Regions from separate parts of the Callithrix jacchus genome. Here region 1 is linked to region 2. The links are chromatin contacts, called in public Hi-C maps. All regions are on one chromosome and are shown on one strand. The core of a region is the stretch at or near the end of the contact, and the rest is flanking DNA. Distances in the headings are between cores, read along the strand shown.

Region 1 (3,751 bases), core at 537-3,036, 280 kb before region 2:
CTCCTCTGCTCTCCGTCCCCTTTTCTCCCCTAGAGCCCCTCACTCCACAGCCGCCCCTACCTGCTTTAGACCCGTTGGCCCCGTTGGCCTCGAAACCCAACAACCTGCCTGCAGTCAGGGCCGGCTCCTTCTTAAACTTGCTCTCGAAGGGCCCCGAGTGGCCGTGCTGGTGCAGCGCCAGCAGCGTGTCGCGCACGGTCTTGGGCCTATTGACCCAGTCCTGCTCTCCGGAGCCGCGGCTCTTGCCCGCACCTTCAGCGCTCAGCTCGGCGGCCCCGGCCGCGGTGGACAGGCTGTCGGCCGGGCCCCGGTGGGCCGGCGGCGGCGGTTGCTTCTCTTTGGCTGCCGCCTCGCGCTGCTCGTGCTCCGCTGCTGCGCTGCTGGACACAGAGGCCGGCCGCTTGTGGGTGCCCAGGTCGGCGGGCTGCGCAGAGCCCAGGCTGGCGGCCGCGGCTCCGGACACCGCGGCCAAGGAGGCGGCAGCGCGGCCGCTGAGGCCGAGCGCGGTGGGCAGCGGCGTGGCCGAGCCGTTCATGAGCGGCACCAGGGTGGGCGGCACCGCGTGGCCGCGCCGCGGGTTCGGGCTCTGGCGATTCAGCTCGGGCGGCTCCTCCAGCTTGGAGAAACCATTGGGCACCAGTATGCCGTTCACAGGCGGCGGCTGCGGAGTCGGCGGCTGGGCCAGGCTCGCCGCCGGACGGCTGCCGCCGAAATCCGAGCCAAGGCGCGGGGGCCGCTCGGCCGCGGCCGCCAGAGGATAGCGCTCCAGGGCCTGCGGGGCGCGCGGGGCCGCCTCGGGGCCGCCGTGGCCGAGCTGCTGCTGCTGCTGCAGAAGGATGTCCTTGGCCGAGAGCGGCGGCGGCTTGGCGGCAGCCGGGGCCGCGGTGCCGGGCGGGGAACGACCCTCCGGGAAGCAGCCGTGCGCCCGCTTCAGCTGCCGCGCCGTCTCGATGACGAACTCGACGCGGTCGGCGCCTTCGTAGTTGACGCAGCCGCGGCACACGGGTTCGGTGAAGTCCCAGATCATGGCCCAGGGCATGCGGGGCAGGTCACACAGGTAGCACGACTGCCGCCGGGACGCGGCCGCCACCGCCACCGCCGCGGCCATGTCCGAGGAGCCCGCCGCGCCGGAGAAGGTGGAGGAGGAGGAGGGGGCGCCGCCGCCGCCCCCCACCGGCACCACGCGCGCCCTCCTCCCCCCCCAACCCCGCGTCTCCCCCACCAGCGGCGGCGGCGGCCGCAAAGGCGGCGGCGGCGGCAAAGCCCGCGAAGGCTCGGCGCCCGCGCAGCGCCCCCGGTGCACGAGGGGCGGCGGGCGCGGGGCGAGAGGCTGCAGCCGCGGCAGCAGGTCCCCCCGGGCGGCGCGGGCACGGGCGGGCGGCGCGGGGCGGCGGGGCGGCGGGCGAGGCGGCTGGGGCTCGGCCGGGGCCGCGGCGGGCCTCCAGACCGGGGCGAAGACGGGCCGCGCGGGCGTGGGGGAGCGCAGCAGGTCGCGACGGCGGCCGGCACGGAGTGCGGGGCGGGGGGCGGGGAGGCCGGGGGGGCGGGGGGCGGGGGGCGGCCGCCGGGGCAGGCTCAGCCCGAGCGGCGGGGCATGCCGCGCCGGGGCGGCGGCGGCCGGGCGGCGTGGAGCTCGGGCGCGGCGCGGGCCCGGGGTCGCTCCGCCGCTCTCTCACAGCTCCTGGCGTCGCCGCTCTCCAGCGCCAGCGTCAGCGGCCAGCCCGCCTCAGCTCCGCCGCTGCCACCGTCGCTGCTGCTGCTGGCGCCGCGGCCGCTCCACTTCTACAGACTTGATTCTTCGACAGTCTCGCACGGCGCCTGCGCGGGCCCCCTCCCCTCGTGCGCGCGCCCGCCCTCCCGCGCGCGCGTGCTCCCCCTCCCCCCGCGCGCCCAAGGAGCGCTGCCGGGAGAGCCGGGCGCCGCAGAGCCGGTGTTCCCTTCGGAACGCCGTGCTAAGTGGTCCTGCGTTTTTCCTCCACTTCCCTCACTTCGCGCCCCACCCGGCTGTCTCGACCACCCTCAGGATGTTTTCCCCTGGTGTGCCTCTGGGCCAAACCATGCCAAAAGTCATTTTTAAATTTTTTTTCATGCAAGGCCACTTTGTCACTTGGTTTTCGTCAGTCTCCAGAGAAGGGGGATTTTAAGTCTAGCGTGGTTCACAGTCCCAGTTTCTTAGGAGTGAGACTTGAAAGCTCAATGTCGGACGCATGAGCATGAAATCCGTCACTGGTGCTTTGCATTTGCATTTGTCTTGGGAAGGACACACGCGCTGCCTGCCCCTTTTACTAACTGGGGAGAGTCTGACGTTCCCAAGCCCAGCACCGCGTGCACACGCCGCCAGCTGGCTCGCGCGTTTTCCACGGAGCCCTCGAGCGGAGGGAGCGCGGTTCTGATTAGCTGCTCGAGAACACCAAGTGATACTCTTAGCCAGTCCAGCCGCCCTGTTCAGCGGGGTCCTCGCCGCGCCAGCGGCCCAGACCGCCTTATGTAGGTCCGCGCGGCGGGCGCGTGACGTGGGCGCGGGGCCGCGGACGGCCGCCGCCGCAAGTGCGCACGCTCCGCGCAGACGTGCCTCGGCGCCGCTGGCACTAGGGCCTCGTGGAACGAATGCACATTCCAGGGATCCGGGGTCTACGGCCAGCGCCGCCGCGTCACGGCGGAGGCTCCACCCCCTTTGGCAAGTCTGGGCCTCAAGGCGCCGCCCCCGGGCCCGAACTTGGATTCGGTGTGGCGGGAGGCGCGGGCGCGAGCCGTGGGGGGCGGGGGTCTGCTTGTCTCTGCGGGGTCCCCGCGGGCCGTGGGGGCGACCGGCTGGCTGGCTCGCCGTCGCGGAGGGCGGGCCACTGGCGGGGGCGGACTTGCACCCTATGTGCCACCTAGGCCGGGCTCAGCCCAGACGCCCGGCCCGCAGCTCTGCCACAGTTGGCAGCCTCAGCCTCAGCCCAGACTGAATTGAACACTTGAGTTTCGCACTTTTATCGGGAGGAGGAGCTGGTGTGTGTTATGATAAATCACTTTGGGCTGGTCGTTAGTCTCCCTAATGTTCGTAGGCTTAGTCGCTCTCAATTGGGACTTTTACACTTCAGCTCTTTAAGGGCGGCCTCTGGAGCTGCTTTTGTTGGGAACACAGGCCCACATCTCTCCCCTGAGACTGGAATGAGCTGGTTAAGTGTGGGAAGAACAGGGTACTAATTATATTATCTTTCCTACAACTGGATTGGTAGGTGGAGAGAGAAAAAAATCCTGCTGACGTTTCTCTCTAGCCGTTGCTATTGAAAGTACCAGGTTGCTTCAAAGGATTAACCACAAGGAAGAGGAAAAACAGCCTTAGCGAAACAGTGGAGGGAGCTGCTTAAAACACATGAAAAAACCTGTTTGAGAATGGCACAGAAAACGTAATGTCAGACCTAAATGTTTTTGTAGGTTAGCCTTGAATGTCTTTTGGGGATTTCCATAGAAGGTGCGCCTGCTTTAAAGGGCTCTCCATCTGTTTGTGGATCTTGCCCTGCAATTGCAATCCTGCCTCACCCTCTTCAAGCTGGGAGAGCGGGGCCTGCCCAGATCCTTCCCGGGAGCAGCTGGTGCCAGCGGGTTTTGTCACTCCCAGGCTTTGCTGTTGCACACTGCCTTCAGGACCTGTCCCTTTGGTCACCCTCCTCGGAGACCCTGTGACATTCATCCCAGCACATGGCTTCACCCACTGTGTCACTGCCCAGTCCTTGTGCTGCAGAGAAATGAACCAACTCAACAC
Region 2 (3,537 bases), core at 10-2,509:
AATTCTCTCAAATGTAGAAAGGAAACGCACAGGTGCACGACTAAAGTATCCGAGTAACTGGATCAGCCTTCCGGGGATCCCCTGGCCCAAGGGGATCATGGGAAAGACTGAAGACTACCCAGCAGGCCCCACAAGGACATACATGCGGGCTAGGGATGGGCCAGCCCTCAAAATAGGCAAGTAAGCCAGGCAACCCCTGGGATTGTATTTCACTATCCCTCGACTGAGCTGGTGTCCTCAGCTCCCCTTTCATGTTTCAGAGACCAACAGCCCCTCTTACAGGCAATCCCTGACAACCAGCTGGCCATTCCATGCCCCAAACTGCCCACACCCTCTGAGGCTGGGGATTGGGGGTGGGACTCCAGATGCACATGCTGTCTGGTGGGGTGGCAACTATTTCAAGAGGGTCACATAGGTCAAAAGCAAAAGGAGGCCAAAACCCCAGCCAGGCCCTGCCGAGAAACAGAGGGAGGCTGGACATTTCAGCCCACCCGGACTCAGCATCTTCAGGGAGAGCAGAGAGGCTGTCAGCCCTGCTCAGGAGGCTGACAGCTCCCTGGCTAGGGTCCCCCACAGTCCAGGGGTCTATGGTACAGAACCCCTGAAAAGCACAGGCTGAGTGGGACATAGGTGGGAAGGTGGAGCCTGAAGGTGACCTGCCATCCTTACCAGCTTCATGGCACAGGGGACCCAAGGCCACACATCCAGGGAGTACAGGGAGCCCATGGCTAAGGTCAGCAGCCAGCCCCAGCTCAGGGTGGGTGGGCACTGACTGGGTGAGGGACAGCAGGGCCTCCTTTTTCTTTCCTGTGGCTTCTTGGATTTGCTGGGGTTTTTTGTTTGTTTTTTGAGGTGAAATCTCACTCTGTTGCCAGGCTGGAGTGCAGTGGCACGATCTCGGCCCACTGCAACCTCCGCCTCCCTGGTTCAAGCAATTCTCCTGTCTCAACCTCCCAAGTAGCTGAGACTACAGGTGCGTGACATCACGCCCTGCTAATTTTTGTATTTTTAGTAGAGACAGGGTTTCACCATGTTGGCCAAGATGGTTTCGATCTCTTGACCTCATGATCCACCCGCCTCAGCCTCGTAAAATGCTGGGATTACAGACATGAGTCAGTGTGCCTGGCCAGATGCCCTTTGACAAAGAGAAATATATCAGGAGATCAAGGGCTCTGCATGTTCCTGGCCCCACGGCAGCCTGGGGGTCCCCGGGGAGCCACAGGAGTTTTTCTCTCCTGAGTTGCCTGGTGCCCCGGGCCTCTGTGGTGAGAGCACTGTGTTCTGAAATTCAAGTGGACCTTGGCAGTGAGGCAATCTTGACTGTGAGATAGCCCCACTATATTTGGAAACTAGATTAAAGGGAAGGCTTATAAATTACCTCTCTATCCCTTGAAGGGCAACTCCAGATCTTTTAAAGGAGGTTGCGAAATAAACCTTGACAGTTTCCTCCTGGTCTGGGACTCATATCTTTTTTAAGCAAATGAACAGCACCTTGTCTAAATCAGGATTCATAAAGATGCAGTTGGCTGGTCTTAGGAATTAGTCATGTGGTTTTGTGCAATATACTTGCCCCATCACGCTGGGACCCAGCGAGCCCCAAACACTGTCTTCTCAGCAAACATAGAAAGCTGTTGCACTCAGCTGACCACCTCACATAGACCCGACTGAGAAACACATACATGATCCCACGCTGGAAATAGGAACAGGTCCCTTCACGTTCATTCTTGCCATAAAGGTGACATCTACCCACAGCCCTCGCCCCTCTGTAGAAATGCATTTAGCTGTCAGCACCCATGGGCATCTAATTCCACCCATTCATCAAGATCCTTGAGGTCACGCTGAACTCAGAAAAATATTTTCCCTTTTGTTTTGGTTGGGTTTTGATGCTGAGGTTCAGAAGCAGGGAACCAAATGACACAACGAAAGAGTAAGATCCAAGCTCTTATTCCCCAGGAGCCCATGGCCCACATGGCAGATGTTACAGGGATTAAGTCATCCACAGAAGAGTTATGAGAAAGGATATCTCCCACTTTAAAAGCAGTACAATCTGTCCCGTGGGGGCAAGCATGGTAAGTGGAAATGAAGAGAGGGTTGACATTTCGATTTAAAGCTCCAGTAACTTGCAGGTAATGTTTCAAGGGTGTCTGGTGCACAGGAAACAAAGAGATAAGACTGAGGATGGAGATTAACCCCTTAGCCTCCACCACTCTTTTGGCCTTGACCTTCTTGGTTACAAAGAACGGCAGAAGGCACTGCCAAAAAGAGTGGGAGAGGGGTGTTTCCACGTCCTGTGGCCCAAGGCTGGGCCCTGTAACAAGTAACTTACATGCAAGAACATCTTGCGTGATGTATCTGTTCCTAATGTCGTCCATGTAATGAAACAAATAGGCATTGAGCATTTAATCTGATCAAAAAGAAGTATTGAGTTCCCCTGTGAGGCTTAGTCCAGTTCATCAAAGGCTGATGAGTGGGACAAGGTACACCCAGATAAACTAAGTGCAGTACAATCAGAGATAGCAGACCTAAAGAGCAAAGGGAAACTGGAGACCAACTCACCAGGGGATCTGGGGCAGGTGGCTCAGCCTCTTGCCCTCAGTTTGTTCATCTCTTAATTAAGAAATCAAAATTGAGATGGGTGTGGTGGCTCATGCCTGTAATCTGAGTACTTTGGGAAGCCGAGGTGGGAAGATCAATTGAAATCCGGAATCTAGGACCAGCCTGGGCAACATTGCAAGACCTCACCTATACAAAAAACAAAAATTACCCAGTTGTGGCAGCATGCACCTATAGTCCCAGCTACTCAGGAAGCTGAGGTGGGAGGATCCCCTGAGCCCAGGAGTTCAAGGCTAGAGTGATCCATGATCACACTACTGCACTCTAGCCTGGGCAACAGAGGGAGACCTTGACTCTAAAAAAAGAGAAATCTAAGTCACATCTAGCCATAGAATACCATGGTTCTAAATACCCCAAGCTGGCCAGTAGTAATAAAAGCTTACACGTACTGGTTGTGAAGCCTGGCCCACTCATGGCCTCCTTGGAGGCCTGCGATGCAGTGCTGCGGAGGGTCAGCTCCAGGTCAGACTCTTGGGAGGATTTTCTAGACCTGATGAGTGGGTTTAAGACAGCAAAGAAGGAGGAAGGCATATGATATGGTTTGACTATGTCCCCACACAAACCTCGAATTATAGCTCCCATAATTCCCAAGTGTTGTGGGAGGAACCCAGTGGAGGGTAATTGAATCATAAGGCTAGGTCTTTCCCATGCTGCTCTCATGATAATGAATAAGTCTCATGAGATCAGATGGTTTTATAAAGGGGAGTTCATTTGCACAAGCTCTCTTGCCTGCCGCCATGTAAGATGTGCCTTTCTCCTCCTTTGCTTCCGCCATGATTGTGAGGCCTCCCCAGCCATGTGGAACTTTGAGTCCATTAAACATCTTTTTCTTTATAAATTACCTCTCCTCAGGTATGTTTTATTAACAGTATGAGAACAGACTAACACAGCATACTAGTCAGAAAGCACCCCTGGTGGCACAGG

What was found. A called contact is a pair of places that touch in the nucleus more often than the background predicts.
Region 1: a Hi-C map of skeletal muscle shows a contact between it and region 2, with 7 times the contacts expected there. The contact joins the promoter of IRF2BP2 here to the enhancer-like site in region 2. A contact is called at or near these places in 2 of 3 Hi-C or Micro-C datasets (both in skeletal muscle).

The regions. Positions count from the first base shown.
Region 1 is chr19:50,620,672-50,624,422 of calJac240_pri, reverse strand. IRF2BP2 (interferon regulatory factor 2 binding protein 2) reads right to left here and starts at 1,786. Exons shown (of 2, transcript XM_035280421.3): 1 at 61-1,786. The coding sequence starts at 1,108.
Region 2 is chr19:50,342,348-50,345,884 of calJac240_pri, reverse strand. No RefSeq gene overlaps it. Among named protein-coding and RNA genes, the nearest start is that of TOMM20, 240 kb to the right of the region's middle. Within about 2 kb of position 1,259, at least 3 of the 16 cell types and tissues checked have an H3K27ac peak or open chromatin away from gene starts, as enhancers often do. A contact at or near this core is called in skeletal muscle, where this site is marked.